Linked DNA regions of Mus musculus: region 1 is linked to region 2. Evidence: chromatin contacts called from public HiChIP or PLAC-seq data. All regions are on one chromosome and are shown on one strand. Each heading gives the region's core, a stretch centred on a gene start, on an enhancer-like site or on the middle of the called end of the contact. The rest is flanking DNA. Distances are from core to core; before and after follow the strand shown.

Region 1 (3,949 bases), core at 573-3,072, 750 kb after region 2:
CTTTCAGGTAAGTTCTCCGTCAGCTAGTCATTCCTACCCAGGGATTGAACAGTTTTGGAATTCAAGGCATATTTGTAAGTTCAGTGACTCATTACTGTGCTTGCACTTCATTTAGTATATTTAATTAGCATATTTATTCCAAAGAAGACCATAACTTCAAAACACTTTTTTAGAAGAAGAAAATGCATTAGCAAACTTTAAAAGTATATTTGAATATCTAAGTCATATTTTAAATTAAGCATGTTTGGGTAAATAATCTCTCTCTCTCTCTCTCTCTCTCTCTCTCTCTTCCCCCCTCCCCACTTCTGTCTGTGTGTGTTTGTGTGTGATTTTAAACAAGAAGAAGGCCTCCTATAAATAGCCTTTTTAAGGCAAGCTCTTGTTGATAGATTGAATTTTGTCTTTAAGACCGATGTTAGTGTGAACTTATTCATTGGTAGGAGTTTGCTACGAAAATATAGAATTGGAGGGTTGATAATCTTTAAAGTGTCATGTTCAGTAGACCAAAAGAAGCAGTAGCTAGGAATGTCCTTGTGGGATGAGCATAGGGCTGAGCTAACTGTTAGAACTCTGACTTAAAAATGGAATAGTAACGTTCTATGAAACATTAGGGAAGACTCCCCCATCTCATTACTCAAGTGGTTAAAAATGAAACCTGAAACGAATAATGTCCCAAAGGCTCATGGTCAGTCCTAGGTGGAGCCCAGACTGGACCTTGGATCATCCAGAGTGCTTAGCAACATCCAAGCAGACCTTTGATGAACTGTTTTTCTTATCATGCCATGAAAGGGAATTACAGGCAAATGCTAAGATGTCCATGTCTGATTCCTACAAACTCCATATTGAAATAATCTTCTTCATTGCATTTGCAGGTGGTGCTGATGTGACTTAACGGAGTCCTCAGGGTGGAGACTATAGTTGCAGTGGTAGCTTCATGAGTAGAGGAAGAGAGATTTTAGCCTGGCAGTCTTTCTGTCACATCATGTGATGTGAAGTGCCATCGTGGGAACTCCATCAGTAAGAGGGTCCTCAGCACACAGGACCCTTTGACCTTTTGCACTTCTCTGCCTCCAGACAGTGAGAAATACACTAACTTCCTTTGCAAGTAACCTAGTTTGTGGAGATCAGTTAAAGGGATGAGAAACAGACTGGTAGCAAGAGACTGAAGAACGCCGCTGGAAACTGCTGCTGACATTGTCATAAAACATGGAAGAAATTCCTATTTGAGACTCTGTCCCAGCTCATTGTATCCTTAAGAGACCTAGAAATAAACCACTCAGCTCCTCCCCACGATGACCTCCACTCTGTTTACACAGGGGCTGGCCAGATGTTAGAAAAAGCAAGCAAACACTTGCAGCTGTTATCAGGGCGAGGGTGGAGCACACGAGGTTCCCAAGTTTTCATCCAACACATCAGAACATAGTTAATTTTTACTGCTTTTGGGTTAACTGTCTTCCTCGTCCTTAACTTTTAACACTTAGTATTGAAGCTTGTGTCGAGAGATGCAAAGGGATCCCTGAGCTAACTTTAGCCCATGGCCAAGGCAAGTTGTCCTCTATAACCTTGGGAGAAATCTCTCTTCATCTTTAGTTCCCCTTTGTTCGAGAAGGATGGCTCTTTGTAGCAAGTAGAGTTTAGAAGTATGCAGGAGTCAGTGTTTTGTGGTGAGTCCATGGGCTTTGGAATTATGTAATGTCTAGTTTTGAATCCCATCCTAGCCATTCACTGATCATGTGATTTTGGGTTACACAGGCTGGAGTCTTATTACATTGCTTATTTATTGAATTAAATTCCTATCTTGTAGCTGTATAGAGTATCACTTCCATTCCTGTGCAGAGGGCACGGTTAATGATTAACTGTTTCCACTGGGACACTACAATAAGAGGTAGATTGAAATGACATTCAAGGGAACAGACACAGAAAATTAGGAAACCTTTGTTTCTTAGAAATCTATGGAAACAGACCAGTTTCTAGCAGACATTAAGGGTGGCGCTGCTTGCCAGTATAGAACCCCCTTGTTTGTTTTCTCACAGCTAACACAAGCCTTGATTGCTTTTCTTCAAGGAGAGGGATGCAAAAAGCCTGACCTCTAGTGGTCCCTGCCTTTGTGTTGGACTGAAGGGGAAGGGCTAAGACTATAAGAACAATCAAGACTTCACTAGCACACTGGAAACCAACGTCACACATTTCCTAGTTAAATTAACTTGTAGTTGTGTTTCCATTGTTTTTTAACCTAAGCTGGCTTGGAGCTTACTCTCTAGCTGAGGATGGACTTGGATTCCTGACGCTCCTCCTTCAGCCACCCAGGTACTGAGGTTACAGGCGTGGGCCACTATGTGTGCCTGACAAGCTGTCTCATTTGGTAAGAACTTAGGACAAATTGTTAGATGTCTCGCTACACTTGTGAGTTTGCAGTCCAGTTTAAGATGTGGCACAGGAGGTTTGCAGGTGCTCTGAGTTCCAGATCCTATCATCTTGTAGCATCTGTCACACGAGTCAGCTCATTGTTGACATAGAGAAAGCAGATAACCACTGGGTATATTTCACAGAGAGTTTCCTTAATATTGAGAGTCAGACATCAAAGTGATATCCAAGACTGCTTTGCTCAATGCCTCCAGAGGCCTGGCCCCTCGAGACTTTGATCTCTTTCTTTTTTTCTCCCAGTAGGTCTGTGTTAACAGGCATTTCACACAGACCCCTGTCCTCTTGACACCATGTAAACTTTGCCTCAGAGCCAGAGCTTTGAAGCCCTCAATTAAGGTCTGTTCACTTTAGCAAACCAGTCATATTCACTCAAAACCTGGAACCAGACCCATGTTAAACGTCTTAAGTATTCAGAAGTTCAGGAGCAAACGAGGTCATTACCAACATTATGCTTTCTCTCTCTCTCTCTCTCTCTCTCTCTCTCTCTCTCTCTCTCTCTCTCTCTTAACTTTATTTTTCAACTAGCTTACACAGGATTCGATTTCATCATGATGTCTTTAAACAAAATTTGTTTTGTTGGCCCCCTTTCTCCTCTCTTCTCCCTCATCTCTCCTGGCTCTCCTGTGTACCATTCCACCTACTGGAGGCATCCGTTTCTCTTCCGCTTTAATTGTCATTTGTGCCTTCCCTCTTCTTCAATACTTCTCTCCCTGTGTCATGGTCTTCCTTCTTGTTCTATAGCCAGTATACTCTATGTATCCCCAGTCATGTAGGCACATGGAAGCATTATAAATGAGGATGCTCATATGTGAAGGACATGCAATTTTTCCTTTCTTGTATCTGAGTCATAGTACTTTTTTGCTTCATAGTACATTTCAATTTCATCCATTGCCTGCAAATTTAATGATTTCATTTTCCTTAATGGCCAAATAAATTTTCATTGGATATATGATTCACAGTTTCTATTCATCTGCTTCCTTGTGGTTGTGCATAGAGCCGAAATACGCACGGAGTGTAGGTATCTCTGTAGCAGGATATGCAGTCCTTTAAATTATATGTCAATGAGTCACACAGGTAGAGCATATTATAATTATATATTCAATTACTTGAGAACCCTCACATTGATTTCCATATGAGTGATACAAAGTTATGCTCCTACCAGCTGAGATAAGATTCTTCTTTCCCTACATCCTTGACAGCGTTTATTGTTGGTTTTTGTTTGTTTGTTATCTCAACTATTCTAATTCACATGAAATGAAATCTCAAAGTGGTTTTAATTTGCATTTGCCTAGTGGCTAAAGATGTCGAACACTTTTTAAAACACATACTGCCCATTCGTATTTCTTCCTTTGAGAACTGGCTGTTCATTTTATAAGCTCAATTATTGATTACGGGAGGGTTTTATTGTTTAATTTTCCCCCTCATATTCTAGATATCAACCCTTTGTCTGATATGGTTGGCAAATATCTTCTCTCATTCTCCTGGCTGTAAAGTTTCTACTATGCAGAGCCTTTGACTTCGTGTA
Region 2 (4,134 bases), core at 246-2,745:
GCCATCACTGGAAAGAGAGGCCCATTGGACACGCAAACTGTATATGCCCCAGTACAGGGGAATGCCAGGGCCAAAAAAATGGGAATGGGTGGGTAGGGAAGTGGGGGGGAGGGTATGGGGGACTTTTGGGATAGCATTGGAAATGTAATTGAGGAAAATATGTAATAAAAAATATTAAAAAAAAAACCTCAGAAGCAAAAAAGTCCCAATGCAAAAATAAAGTGATTATAATAGTCTATTTTAAAAGTGAAAAAAAAAAAAAAGACTTGTGACCTGGTAGAGGATTAGTGCCACCTTGCCATTTGCTAACTCTTGTACTTCTGTGATGTGATCTTTGCATTTGTTGGACATCTCAACTAGTTGGATTTGGAGATTTTCTTATTGAGGAACCTACTCTTGAGGGCTCACTCTCCAGCACCAGTCAGTGTGAGGAAAGCAAACTGTTAGAATAGCATCACAATCAAATGGTACAAGAAATAGGAATATACTTAATTAATTAATGTTCATTGACCTCACCAAGAACCATAGGTCAGACAATGGAACCACTAACGTAGATAGTGTGCTAGCCCTTCTCAGGAGCCATAGGGATGGAGCGTTGGCTGATGAGGTCATTCTTTGGCTCTGCACTCTTGGGGTATCACATCACTACTCTGGAACTCTTCCGGAGCACTTCCTCTTTCTCCTTTTGAAATATAGTGTATTTTTTTCATGTTTTGGTTTTTCCTCGCTAGGTTACATGGAGGCACTGCCTAGTCTACTATCTTCCCCGGAAGCCTTCTACATCCATTTTCATAAGACTCCCTTAACAGCCTTTAGAAGCATGATAGACAGAGCTTTATGAGTCCCTGTTCATAAAAATGCCCCCCAGATAAAGTAACTGAGGCTTTTAGACAGGGGACAACCTGGCCCCTAATCCTGATCTCAGTGGAGAGCTAGAACAATCAGAACCTATTCTGCCTCACTGGTGGCCAACATTCTCTTGGCCCATGGTCAGCCCTGATCCACCACTAGCACCAGTGAACGATGAGACACCAGGGCCTTTTTGTGAGTGAATAGGGGGCTGAGCTGTGAAATTATGACCTCATGCCCAGCATTCAGTAAAGCTACTTCTTTTTTTTTTTTTTTTTTTTAGCTACTTCTTTTTGAAACCTCTGCTATTAGTAAAACTGATTGAAGGTGACGCTGTAAAAAAAAAAATACACACCAGTAATTAAATAACAAATAAACACAACAGCTGTCATACACACTAATAGTTCACACATACTGGTTTTACTTCATCCATGGTGCTAAAACAGTGGGCATGAGACCACATGTATGCCTTCACCCTTTTCTGTTGAGCTTGTATTCAAATAGGGAAAATACAGTCTTGCAGACAAATAACTGCTCACATACAACAACAACAGCTGAAGTACAGATAGGTACAAAGTGCTCTGGAAGCCCAGAGGAGGATATGAATAAGCCTCCTTACCTCGTGATCAAGTCTGCTGCCCTCTGGGCTGGGAGCTTCCCAAGGGTAGCAGGGACTGGCATGACTCATCATGATCAAACATAACACAAGGCACATCTGAGATCACCTGCTAACGCTCACTGAATAAACTCTCCGGGAGGGGGCCAGAAAGCACCTGCAGTGCAGCTACCCTGGGCCACATCACTTCATGACCCCCTCCCGGAGAGTTTATTCAGCCAGCATTAGCAGGTGATCTCCGATGTTCCTTGCTTACTGGACTGAGTTAGCAGATCTCCTCAAGTCCACCGTCCTGTGACAAGGACCCCAGCCATCAAGGCTTTAGTTTGAGATCAGAATCAACTGGCCTGGAGGCCTCTCTCACCTGCCACAGTTATCTTGAAAGGCAGAGTGAGATCAAGGCTCTGAGATCCATGGTCACAGCAGGCCAGCTGGCAGGCCAGCTCATCCATCAGGACTCCAGCACCTCACCTTGAACAAGGAAGATAAGAGAATAAAATAACACCTGACACAGCCTTATCATCTGATAATACAACTTCAGTTTTTCCATTAAAGTAACTGAGAGCCTTAGTCCTGCACTTCGTCTGATAAAGAGATCACAGGAAACAAAGCTATTAATTTTTATCTCTGCTCTGCAATAGCAGATTTGAGTGAATTCAATATATCCAACGGGGGAAGTACTTTTTCTAACACTACAACTCGATTAACTTGGGTTTTTTTTCCTGCTTGCTTGTATTTTTCATAATTTTTTTTTTTTGCTCAAAATCTCTAATTGCAGATGTATTAAATGCAGTGGATCTGATGTATTAAATGCAGTGGATCTGACTGTGCTATCACCAGCACACACACACACACACACACACACACACACACACACACATATAATATTTCTGTTCTCCATGCTCTAACCCTGTACTGGTGTACTGGGGAGTGTTATATGGTACAATATAAGGAACTTGAAAGGTTACTTACTTCAGTAATTAACTGAATTAACACTAATCAGAGCTCAGTAGTTCCACCTTTACAATGAGGAGCCGGACTGGTGTTCAATATAATCACACAGCCTCTATGCCTTAGGACCCCGGGACTGAGTAGGTCAATGAGTAGGTCAGGTGAGATAAGAAGGAAAGTCTCTCACAGGAACTGAAAGATAGCAATAGAATCAAACAACCCTGGAGCCTTAGGGTCTGAATGCTGGCCTTTCCTGCCAGACGAGAGGTATAGAAGACCACGTGAATCTATGACTCCTAGGGCCCCGAAATCCCACACACCATGGCCCCGAACCAACTTCCATGCCATAGATTATCTCCTCCCTGGCTGCCCATACCTAGAACAGATCACAGCTCTATGACATGCCTAGGACATATATGCCTTTCTTTCTGTACCTCACTACTATTGATGTCATTGGCTTACTGAGGACAGGAGCTGAGTCTATCAAGGCCCAGACCTTGACCCTTAATAACTCCAGGAACAATAGTGCCACAGTTTATACCACTTAGCACTAAAGGGTGGTTCGGGGGATGAAAGAAGTGAGTGCTATTTGTTATGTCACTTAAAGGCCATGTATTAAAAGCTTGGTCCCCATGGTGGCATTATCAGGAAGCTGCAGATACTCAGGTGGGGGCACTTAAGGAAGAAATGTCCTTAGTGGCACTTTCTTTAGAAATATAATGGGACTACAGCTCTAGCCCTATAGATCTCCCTTCCTCCCTCCCCCTCTCTCCCTCCCTCTCTCTTCCTCTCTTCTCCCTTTCCCTCTCCCTCTTCCTCACTTCTCCCTCTGCCTCTGATAGAATAGCCAGAGCTTTGCTTTACCACAGGTTTCCACCATGATGTTCTGCCTTGCCAAGTGCCAGGGCCACAGGGCCAAGGGCTCACAAGCCTGAAGCCATGAACCAAATGAAATCTTTCCTCCACATGGTTGTTTATCCCCGATATTTTTGTCTCCAGGAGAGAAAGCTGATTGACACATTATGCTACAGTGGAACATTTAAGAAACGCGTCTGTGTGAGAAGTCCACATCTGTCAATACCAGGCCCCCAGTGGTTTCCAGCTGGGGAATGGCAGTGGACTACAGACCCTATGTGCACTCTCAACTGGCCTGTGGGTGCTGGGTGAGGAACAGAAGTGACAGAACAACAAACCTGGAAGGCTTCCTTTTGAGGATGAGCTGGCGATAAGAGAGGGTTCTTCTCAATCAGGAACTGTCAAGTTGTGTCACTCAAAAGTCTCCAGGCAAACCTAGGATTCTCATCCAGCTTGCCTCTGGCCTTACCTCTGGAAGATTCTAATTGTATACTTTAAATGCAAAACTTCTTGCGCAAATAAAGCTAGAGCTGACTTGGTTTTCTTGTAATCAATACACTATCTCAAAGGGAAACATCTCAAATAATCCAAGTGGAAATACCTAGGAGAGATTTACAGTGAAAGCACTACAGTGTTACAGAGACCTAGAGGTTTGGATGGTGGCTCAGCAGTTAAGAGCAGCTACTGCTATTAACAAGAGGACCCTGGTTCCATTCCCAGTTCCCACGGGGCAACTAACAGCCATCTGTAACACCAGTTCCAATAGATCTGATGCCCTCTTCTGGTCTCCTCAGGCACTGTATGCCCATGGTGCACAGTCATACATACAGGATAAACATGTACACACTGAACCATTTTATAAA

The links. HiChIP or PLAC-seq counts read pairs in DNA pulled down with a chosen protein or histone mark.
Region 1: a contact with region 2 is called in an HNF4G HiChIP or PLAC-seq map of pancreatic cancer cells. The contact joins two enhancer-like sites. A contact is called at or near these places in 4 of 39 promoter capture datasets (the C10 cell line, the SN4741 cell line and embryonic stem cells), 2 of 15 datasets of contacts at CTCF or cohesin (large pre-B cells and stem cell-derived epiblast-like cells), 23 of 484 Hi-C or Micro-C datasets (the HPC-7 cell line, the N1E-115 cell line, bone marrow-derived macrophages and 3 more), 15 of 115 datasets of contacts at active chromatin or transcription factors (the 3134 cell line, T-cell acute lymphoblastic leukemia, effector CD8 T cells and 7 more) and 1 of 9 other capture datasets (embryonic stem cells).

What each region holds. Positions count from the first base shown.
Region 1 is chr16:25,065,684-25,069,632 of GRCm38.p6, forward strand. It overlaps A230028O05Rik (RIKEN cDNA A230028O05 gene), which reads left to right. Exons shown (of 3, transcript NR_040374.1): 3 at 873-3,375. Among named protein-coding and RNA genes, the nearest start is that of A230028O05Rik, 8.0 kb to the left of the region's middle. Within about 2 kb of position 1,823, at least 55 of the 459 cell types and tissues checked have an H3K27ac peak or open chromatin away from gene starts, as enhancers often do. A contact at or near this core is called in bone marrow-derived macrophages and pancreatic cancer cells, where this site is marked.
Region 2 is chr16:24,312,221-24,316,354 of GRCm38.p6, forward strand. No RefSeq gene overlaps it. Among named protein-coding and RNA genes, the nearest start is that of Gm38456, 18 kb to the left of the region's middle. Within about 2 kb of position 1,496, at least 54 of the 459 cell types and tissues checked have an H3K27ac peak or open chromatin away from gene starts, as enhancers often do. A contact at or near this core is called in bone marrow-derived macrophages and pancreatic cancer cells, where this site is marked.